Regions from separate parts of the Columba livia genome. Here region 2 is linked to region 1. A link is a contact called in public Hi-C data. All regions are on one chromosome and are shown on one strand. The core of a region is the stretch at or near the end of the contact, and the rest is flanking DNA. Distances in the headings are between cores, read along the strand shown. Region 1 has its middle 3.7 kb from the start of RABEP1. Region 2 holds the start of CAMKK1 (calcium/calmodulin dependent protein kinase kinase 1).

Region 1 (5,135 bases), core at 925-3,424:
TTTCATATTAAATTTTTGCTCAGTTAATCGAAATACAAACTTGAAATAGGGAGCCTTTGAAAATTATTCCTTTTCATTTTGATCGGTTGAGGTGAATCTTCACAGTCCTTGCTGTTATAAATAGCAGGATTAAACTAAAGATTTAACTTTTCAGTGTTCGCAGCTTGAGATATGTAGGGCTTGCTTTGGGTGTGTGGAGAACCCAGAACTGCTGATGGCTCACAGAATTGCAGGCTTAGTGACAAAGTGATCAAAGGACTAAGTATCTATCACTTGAGGTGCATTTCCAAATTTCTTAGCTCCTGCTTAGTCTCCTTAGAAGTAGCTGGACATTATGAGCATTCAACACATAAATCCTCTTGAATATCTACTCTTACACTGTGGGAACTGAGCTCTTGAAACTCTGTCCTCGTGTGTTCATATGGGTACCACCCGTATTAACAACTACTTTCATCTTGCTCATGTCAAGGCAAAACTCCCACACGTTTTGATCAGTCTGGGATCAAACCCTGATGCATCACTCCTGCTGCAAACAGAAAGTAAGATAATATTCAGCTTGATATCTGTTGTACCTACCAATACTTATTAAGGGGTGAATATCATAACCCTTCCATCACTTCCCTGGCCAAAATATTGACTATTGGAATGACATTTCAAAATCTTTATCAGAATTGCTGAGGTTAAATATTAAATGGGTTTTACACAGTGGTTTGAAGAATAGAGAAGCTCTAAAGGGGCTCGTACTTTGTTTTGGGTTTTTTCCTTATTGTTGTGCAATCTGATGCTGTACTGGCTTTATAGGTATGATTTTTATCTTCTTTTTCTGAACAGTAATTGAACTTGACAGATGCAAAGGTTTATGTAGAATCCAGTCAAAATATCTTGGAACCTGGAACAACTGGGCAACTTCTCTGTGCCCCCCCAAATGTCCCATTTAATTCCAAACACTTGTAGTTCTTAGAGCCTTCATCTCAAAGGATTTTCTAACATGACTCAGCTAAACATTAAAGGATATAAGCAAAGTTTAGTGGTAGTTTGCAGTCATAGGAATAGGTCTATTGCAGTGGCAGAACCATCAGAGACCAAAAATCCTGAATTCCAATCCGCGTGCTGTAAATGTGGTCGTATTAATGATCCACTGAAGCGTGGGTCAGCTCGAGAGAGCTGCAGGTGGGCAGAGACTGGAATAAGCTTCTACAGAAATAAGAACACTCCTGGAATCCCCTGCATTTTTATCAAACCTGTTTGGCCTAAAAGTCTAACATGAATGTTTTCAGCATCAGTACCACGAGCAGGAGACGCAAGTTAATGGAAGATGCAGCTTCCTGCTGTGTTAGTATAGGCTGGAGGAGCAGCTGTCACCTTGCACTCTGCCCGAAATTTAATCTTGCAGGCTTGCTGGAAAAGATAAGTTTGCAGCTTTTGTTTAAACAGTAACATCCAGTGACAAGCAGTAAGTGGCTGTCTGGAGACCAGGAGTAAACTTAGGGGGACTGTGGTTTTTTTGGTTGCAAAGAGCGTAGTGAAGTAATTTACATAACACATCTAGGAGAGAAGTATTTGCTTTTTGCCTGAGGAAAGTAGAATAAATAAGTAGCAAAAGAACTAATTAAATCTGTTTTCCTAATTGATCTGTCTTGTGGTTGACTGACTTCAGTGCTTATGAACGTTCAAGGTCCAAATGCAACTTTTCCTACATTTCTTTGAGCATGTAGAAAGTTTTTTCTTTGTGTGGCTTATGTTTTGTTGGTTTTGTGTGTTTGGTTTTTTCTTTAATTGGGGCACTTTAACCCCAAGTGAAGCATTTGTTTTCATTAGGCTTTGGAGAATGTAATGATCACTGTCTTTATCTGTGAAACGAGTCCCAGATCTGAGGTCTGGTTGAGTTACCCTGTCTATGCCCCAACTCCCCATCAGGACAAGACCCAATAACATACATTCTACTACCACTTGCAGCAAATTACTCAGCTTTGGGGGAAGTTACTGCACACTCCAGCAAGTCCTTCGATATGGATGATGAGGGGGCCAGGGCTGTGATCAGACCTATGAAGAGCATGATCACAAAGGCTTTGTATTCATAGGAAGCGAGACTAATAAAATACAGCACTAATTGGTTTAGTTTTGAATGGTACAGGATACTATTGTTGTATACGACAGCTAAACCGATTCTACAGAAACCAGAGTCTTTAAAAAGATAAACTAAAGTTCTGGACTTGCAAAGCCAAGTCTACATCTGGTGTGAATTCAGTGCAAACAGGCTGACGTGTGGGAAATGAGAAGCTGGCCTGTAGCACAGAATAAAAATGGAGATCAAAAAGACCCTCTGAAGTTGTGCTGTTTCCCATTTGTGTTGCTTTACTGGCCACAAAGAATTTTGATTTGCCATGTATGGTAGGAGTATGCAGTGAATTACAGGCCCTGCTCCCCTGTGTAGTTCATTTCATAAACCACCCACTGTTTAATTCAATTTATCCAAGAAAGCTGAGTAACAAGGTAGATTTGGGAAGTGGCTTTGTGGCTTGCCAAGACAAGACTCCACCGCACTTGTAGAGGAAGAAAATTGCAGAACTGGGGACCCTCTGCCTGAGCAAGCAGAACTCATTTCAAGTGCAACAGCTCATCTGTCCCACGTGATGCTACCTGTAGGTGTTACACAGTGAAGATTTTGGGCTGCTTCATTGGGCAAACCGTGAGATCACATGTTTGGTTTGAATGTGGAGATGTGACCCTGAAAAACTGTGTGTTCTTAACTCCAGGTGCAGCCCAGGGAAGCAGGAGTTGCACACATCTTTAAGGAGGCACTTCAGCTGATCACCACAGCAAACCCTGGGTTCGTTCAAAAGGCAAGTAAGAGACTTGTCCTTCTAGCAAAAGAGAAGAGGAAAAGCAGAATTTATTGCTTGCTTTTGGTTTGCCAGAGTTTGTCTGCTGTTTTTCTCACTTTTTTATTTGTTTAAAATGAAAAAGTGTTCAGAGTTTCCTAATGTTTAAACATTTATTTTCTTTTTGTTGAGATTGATGAGTCATTAGCATTAAGTATTAGTTCTGCAGATATAAGTGTTTGTAGGCTTTGGTCCTTTCTTTTTAATGGAAAGCTTTTGGAGAAAATTTACATTCATGTAAGCATTACCATAAAGAGGTTGGTTGAAAATCCCAAGCCAGTCATGCTCTTTGCTTCAAAAGTTATTCTGGAATGCAAGGAATTCGGTCTGGAACAATTACATTATTTGCAATGGTAACTTCTTAGCGAACCCTGAAATAGTTTATGTGGTTAAAAACCTTTTCAAGAGCAATTGAAAAATTATGTTATCCCATCTATTCTTTAAAGAATTCCATGTGGTACGGTTCTTTGAATATATGGGAAGCAAATGAAGCCAAAAATGAAAATCTGGCAGGCAAAAATCGAAGTGTTTGCATTGGCCCTGGACTTAGAAATATGCACATTAATGATCTCATTTAAAAGATGTCTATATTAAGATTTGAAAGCTCTCTGGATTCCCAAGGGGCAAGCTCATTGAACATTGTGATGTACCATGAAACTAAACAATTTTTCTTACTGCAAAATAACCAACGAATTGGAAACTTGTTTTGTGTGCGTTACGAAGGACACATGAAGAGCACGGTCATTTGGGTAACCTTGCTCAGCAATCCTCCATTGGAATTGTCATTGCAGGGAGGTACAAAACCAGCACTGCTGTGCTTAGCCGTGCAGGGTTGAGCCTTAACCCAAATCTGCCTTCATCAGTGATTTAAGTAGAGATGCAGAACGTTGTATGGCAGTAGTTGAAGTGCAGATACACACAGCCCATCCCACCAGCTCTGTTTTCGTAGCAGGATTTTGTAATAGCAGAGAGTGGGTACCAGCAAGGCCCACGTCAGTCACCACACGCTCATCAGACCTCGCCCAGCAATGCTCAGTGTGATCCAGCAGCAGGGACAATAAGGTTAATGGGACCCCAGGGAGAACTCTCTTGTTTTTCACTCTGTTCATTACATACTTAAAAAAAAAACCCTAAAATAACAATAAGTGGTTCTGCTTTTTGAGGCTGTTTTGCATGTAAGTATTGCATATAATAGTATCTTTCAAAACAACAGACCACACTAGCAGTAGCATCTCATGCATTCAACTTCCTAATCTTGAGAAGACCAGTTCATTAAAATCAATAAGATGAGTCACGTCAGATCTGCAGGATTGAGCCATTTATCCCATTTTCTTGCTCTGAGGCATAAGCAGATCAGAAGTCCCATAAATTCTAATGATTGCAGTGCCCACTTGCCAAGAGGAGGAGAGAGTGTTGCAAGTACCGTAAAATTTGTTGTCCCATGTGTGTTGTATTAAATGGTGTAGCCAAAGGATTTCCACGTTAAGACTTCAGCAGCAGTGCTCATTTTGGTGTGTTTTATTAATCCAACCACTGTTAACTCTCAGTATGTCCCTTTCAGAACTGTCTTTGGAGGTATTTAGAACATGATACCCAAGAAGACTGAGCAGCCTTTGTATAAACAGTGGACCAGGCAGCTGAAGAGATGCAATGGGATTTCAACGGATCACCAAATCTTTGCAAATCCTTCAGCTGAACAAGCCCACCCTTCTGAACAGTTTAATCCAGGTAAGATTGCTAGAAGCTCCAAAAGCGTAGCTCAAAGTCTTCCTCTGAGTGGGAATCTTCAGTGATTCCTGAGCCTTTTCTGCGGCTTTGCCTGTGCCCATATGTCCAGAGGGGGACCGACCCAAATACTTGTTGCTACAAACTTAAATCACACATTAAGCCAGTGGGTAAACCCAGCTAGTCCAACTGTTTCTCAACAATGCCATCCCACCCTTATGAATCCTTTTAGTCCCTATATCCTAGCTGTTATAGTGGTCTGTTTGCCTCTTTATTTTACTACAGTGCCTTTTCTAGAGCTGTGTCCCTTAGATGCAGTCACACAAAATATTTGTACTTCTATGGCACTTTTCACTGCAGAAAGAGCCTTTTAGTAGAGCCAGAAGAGAAGGAATTACCTCAGATTTACAGGCTGCAAAGACCCAGAGAGACAGACTGATTTGCCTGGGGATACACAAAAGTCAGCAATGGGGGGGAGAAACCAAACACGTATTTCCCATCTCCCTATAGTGTTTTTGCCATGAAGTA
Region 2 (5,135 bases), core at 1,578-4,077, 170 kb before region 1:
AGTCCCCCTCTCATGACTGTAATTCAAGGACCAGGTTAAACACCCTGCCAGCCCTTGCACCAAAAAAACTCATTGGAAATAACAGTTACCAACCAACTACTATTGAACAGAAATACCAAAGTCATATTTTAATGTTGTCACAGCCATCACAGACTAAACATCAGAGAGACATTATTTGAGACTCTTTTTGCACTGGTCATTACGGCTTTGCATTGCAATCACTTGTGTATAATGAAAAGGGAAAACAGAGGCATGAGCTGATTTTTTGTTTTCTGGAAGAAATAGCAGCGTGTGACTGAGACCAGCAAACCAGGTTGTTTCATTAGGTCAAGTGCTATTGGTCTTTGTCAGAGGTGATGGTTTCAAACCCTACTGCTGGTGCTAAAACTGTGCTTCAGGTGTCACTTGTGATCTAAACTGCCTGATGCTAAAGGAGACAGGTCTCTAGGGGACAATCCTCAGCACTTTCCAAACATCTCAAAGCCAAAAGTGAATCAGCCTAAATGACTTCGGAAACCCTTGAAAGTGCTTCTCAGCAGTAGTTATGGCAAGAGGAGCAGGAGGCTGAAAGTTTTACCCATTGCTCAGGAGAAGCTAAGTTGTTCTTATCTCTGTCAGAAAGGCTTTTTGCATGGAAAAATAAATTTGAAAGTATTTCCAGCTGCCAGTGGTTTGTCTAAGGGTGGAGAAATGCTGTTCCAGCCATCATCCTTCAGAAACCATGGGCCCTCAATGCATCAGTTTTATTTATTATGTCGGTTTCTCTGCTCTGTATAGAAAGCTGCAGGAAAGAATTGTGTAAACCTGAAGTACAAAACTGGACTGAATGATTTTTAAGGACCTGAAACCACAGAAACACTCAAAATTACACACACACACACAAAAAACCAACCCACAACATCAAAAGGGACCGATAAATTGCCAATAATAAAAATTAGAAAACACATTTGTTAGTCATGCTAAAATACGGCAGGCTCTGCTACCCTCCTGCTGGTTCCTGTCACCAGCTGTTGCCCTTCTCTGCCCCCAGGTTTGCTGTTCATGGAGGATCTTTGCTGGATTTGCTCTTTGATGAACTGAAAGAGCAATTCTTTCTAGCGTTCTAACAGGGATCATTACACTGCATGTAACAATTCTTTAATATTCAAGTCTAGAACAAAAGAAGTGCCACATGTTTAGCTTGATGGTTAAAGAAGAAAAAAAAAGGTTTTGTTTTCTTCCTTGCAAAATAAATAAGGAGACAGAGTATACTGTGGTCATAAAATTGGATCCATTATTTTATTAGCCAATTTAAAGATTAACTATAGGCAAAGTTTTCAAGCAAAGTTCAAAACATTTCAGTGTGAAGTATTTTTGACTGAAAACTATCAAACAGAAGAGGCAAATATTTTAGGTGGAAGTGAAAGGGCATTAGCCCTGGGTAAACCTGTTGATCTGTAGTGAGCTGCTCAGCTGCCTACAAACAACCAGGGTGACAAAGCACATTTCTGCAGGAAATATAGACTTGAGTGGAGGTGGTAAATTGCATGAGGGCATGTCTGACTATAAGACTCATACCCACAGAGTGAGTAAGTAAAAAAGTTCCTGGTCTTTGCAAGGCTTACAAGATGACTTCACTGTTTTAGTGATTGGTGTCTCACTTCTCTAAACACAGTGACAACCTGAGCAGGGTTTTTTGGGATGAGAAACAAAGTTAGTAGTAAACCACAAGCTGCGTTATTAACATGTTGTTTTGAGGTACGAACCCCACATTAAGAGATGAATTTGTTCCCAAAGCAGAGGATTATTTGAGACCCACTGGAAGCAAGCGCAGGCATTCCTATCCACTTGATGTCACAGTGGGGAGAAGCAGCAGTCAGGGTTGAGTCAGGATGTGGATTTAATCCAATTCTTGCTCACCAGCTAAAGCCAAGATCTCCCAATGGGGACCCTGACCACGAGTGGGGTCACAGCAGAGCCCAACTTGCCCAGCCACAGTCGTCACAAAATCAACATCCTCAGGAATCCCACAGGAAACACTTCACAGCTGAGAGCGGGGCTGCCGTGGGAACCCCTCGACCCAGGGGCACAGTCAACTATGAGCCAAGCAGGCAAAAGAGAGCAGGGGGAAAAAAAGAAAAGCAAAAAATATGATTCATGAAAACATTTGGTATTTGGTTGTAGGAAATTAAACAAACAAACAAACAAATAAATTAAAAAAACCCAGGGTATTTGCTTGTAGGAATTCCTTGTGTGATAGCAGTGGAATTAGTTGCTCCATCATCCTCTCTATGAAGAAGTTTCCTCTCATATTTAAGTGGAACCTCTTGTGTTCCAGTTTGAACCCATTACCCCTTGTCCTATCACTGGTTGTCACCGAGAAGAGCCTGGCTCCATCCTCCTGACACTCACCCTTTATGTATTGATAACCATGAATGAGGTCTCCTCTTGTCCAGCTCCAGAGCCCCAGCTCCCTCAGCCTTTCCTCACACGGGAGATGCTCCACTCCCTTCAGCATCTTCGTTGCTCTGCGCTGGACCCTCTCCAGCAGTTCCCTGTCCTGCTGGAACTGAGGGGCCCAGAACCGGACACAACATTCCAGATGCGGTCTCAAGAGCCTGCCTGCAGCCCAGCTGTGCTTCAGGTCGGACACCCCACGGCCACACACCCCGGAAACACGAGGGTTTTCCTGCACCCCAGCTGTGCCCGGCCCGGCCGCCTCACCGCCCCCCCCCCCCCACGGCGCGGCCGCGACCAACGGCCGCCGCGCGAGCCCCGGGAAGGCGCGGCCGCCGCTAGCCAATGGGAGCGGGCGCGCGGGCGGGTATTTACACCCGGCGGGCAGGGGGCTCTAGGACCCAGCGCGGCCAATGGCGGGGGGGCAGGCTGGCGCGGGGGCGGCGCTGATAGAGCGCGCGGAGCCCGGGGAGTTTCTTCGCCGGGCGCTGCAAAATCGGCGGCGGCTTCGGAGCTCGGGCGGCGCCGGGCGCAGGTGAGCGCGGGGCGGCGGGTGCGTGCGTGTGCGCCCGGGGCGGGCTTCGCTCCGCTCCCCTCCGCGGCCGCGGGGCCATTGTCTCCTCCGGCCGAGCGCACCGGCTCGGCTTAGGCCGCGCTGCCCGCCCCGCGGGTCGCCCGCCTGCAGCCCTGCCCGGGGCGGCGGCGCCTCCCGGGCCGAGAACAGGTGCAGCGCGGCGGGGGACGCACGCGCGCGGGTTGTCTCCGCGGGCAGGTGAAGCGCTCCGGGTGTCGCAGGTACGGGTGCGCTCGGCCGGGCATCCCCGGGGCTGCGCTCGGCCGTGCGGGGTAGAGCCGGGGCTGTGCCGTGGTGCCGGGCGGCAGCAGCGCCAGCGCTCTCACCGAGCCCAAAAATTAATGAAGAAAAAAAAAAAAAATCTCTAAAAACTGGGTTTTTGAGCAGTTTACCCATCAAACCAGTCATTTCTCACCCTCTTTTTTGAGGTTTAGAGAGGGCAGAGGAGAAGGAGTGTGGTGAGCTTCTTGAAGGTTTGTCACTGCATCCTGATCCTTCTTGCTGCCCTCGGGGGTCAGGCTGAGCTCCTCGGAGTTTGGATTTTCTCTCGGGTCGGTGCTTAGGCTGTCGCTGTCTGAGCTGCTCTGTCCTGAGCACACACCTTGCAGCCAGGCTGGCGTGAAGAGCAGCTTATTTTCCCCTTTCTGCTCACCTTGGCTCTGAAGGAAAACAAGCTGCAGCTCTCAATGGCCTGTATGCTGTGAACAAGGGAAACTGCTGATCCTGCAGGGATGTCACATTCTTCAGCTGTTCTGATGAAGGTAAAATTACCTTGTTGTTGTAGCTTAATGGAAAAGGTTTTGTTTGATATGAAACTGTTGGTTTTTTATTTACAGTAGTCTATGGTTCCCAGTTAAGCTTACAGTGCTACTTCCCATAATGTGTTAATTTCCTCCCTGTGAGGCATCTCTGGCAGCTTCAATTTGTTCTGACGTTTGACATGGGATGACTTTGAAGTGTTGCTTTTAAAACTGGATAAGGCAAGCAGAGGGCTGTTATCTCGGTTGCTTGAAGAGAAAAACCAAAGCGAGCATGGAGAGGCCACGCTCCGACATGTCCCTGCGCATGGCGCAGTTTGCTGTGCAGCACCCTATGCTCGGGCTGGGGTGTGTGGTGTGAACAGGATTAATCTCCAGGCACAGCAATAAATCACTTTCCCGGGCTTGCTCCCTGAGCTCGTGCCTGGAGAAGGCCAGATCTTAGCAACCAGGAGCATAAGCACCAGCCTCTTATCATTCCAGCCAGGAGTTCAGGCATGTTATTGTTTGATACGGTGTGAGGCTGGGCTTTAAGTCACAGTAGGTGCTGAGCCACTGGGTCCTGATGGTTTTCCTTTTTGAGGCAAGCTGCATTCGCTGGCATGAAGTGCCTTCAATCTACAATTACCTCTGGCTATTTCTTCTCCTTGCTTTTGGAATGTGTCTTGCAGGTCGGAGTGGGATATGTGCGGGTGCTAATTCTCCCTGGGCAGCTCCCCAGAGCTGCTGATCCAGGCTCTACTGAAGCTGTGCTGCAAGGGGACCTCGGCTGTCCCAGTATTGCCCCAGAGAACAGTGAGGTGCCCCTGTTTGCTTCACACAGCCTGTTGCTGCTTTACTTCTGCCAGGGCTTTCAAAACCTGTGCAGCTGGGGGCACAGATGTCTGGTGCCCCCTAATTAGAGTGTTCATTAAGCCCTAAGTGTCTTTGCCTGATACAATTAATTGTCTTTGCACTAACGAGACTTTCAAGGCACAGCTTCTGCTGGGAAGGGTTTGGGGGATTTCTCTGCCTGTATGGGCTCTTTTGGGATGGCTGCAGTGGGAATCTCATCAGTGACTGTGGCAGAGGAGATATTTGGAAGGGCAGCGCTGCAGTGCTCTGTTTACTGGAGGAAGAAGCACTGTTTGGGTAGCAGTCACCACAAGTACTGATGTGGTTTAGACCTTGGCTGGGTTTGAAAAGGTGGCACTATGCTGAGCATGTCGCTCTGTACTTCAGCCACGGGTCTGCCTGCCAGAGCACAGCATCTCCTCTTGCTGGTGTTCATTCCCAGAAGGAACTGAAGGGTGTATTAACCCAGTCATTTGTGCCAGCTGCTCTTGAACTGTGGAAAGAACAGCCTGTGTGAAAGCTGAGTCTTCTGT

Evidence for each region. A called contact is a pair of places that touch in the nucleus more often than the background predicts.
Region 2: a contact with region 1 is called in a Hi-C map of liver, with 2.5 times the contacts expected there. The contact joins the promoter of CAMKK1 here to the enhancer-like site in region 1. A contact is called at or near these places in 2 of 2 Hi-C or Micro-C datasets (crop and liver).

What each region holds. Positions count from the first base shown.
Region 1 is chr20:7,037,995-7,043,129 of bColLiv1.pat.W.v2, reverse strand. No RefSeq gene overlaps it. Among named protein-coding and RNA genes, the nearest start is that of RABEP1, 3.7 kb to the left of the region's middle. Within about 2 kb of position 2,174, at least 2 of the 3 cell types and tissues checked have an H3K27ac peak away from gene starts, as active enhancers do.
Region 2 is chr20:7,208,105-7,213,239 of bColLiv1.pat.W.v2, reverse strand. It overlaps CAMKK1 (calcium/calmodulin dependent protein kinase kinase 1), which reads left to right and starts at 2,827. Exons shown (of 17, transcript XM_065037103.1): 1 at 2,827-2,971. LOC110358500 (a long non-coding RNA gene) reads right to left here and starts at 2,713. Exons shown (of 2, transcript XR_002412961.2): 1 at 2,392-2,713; 2 at 103-2,075.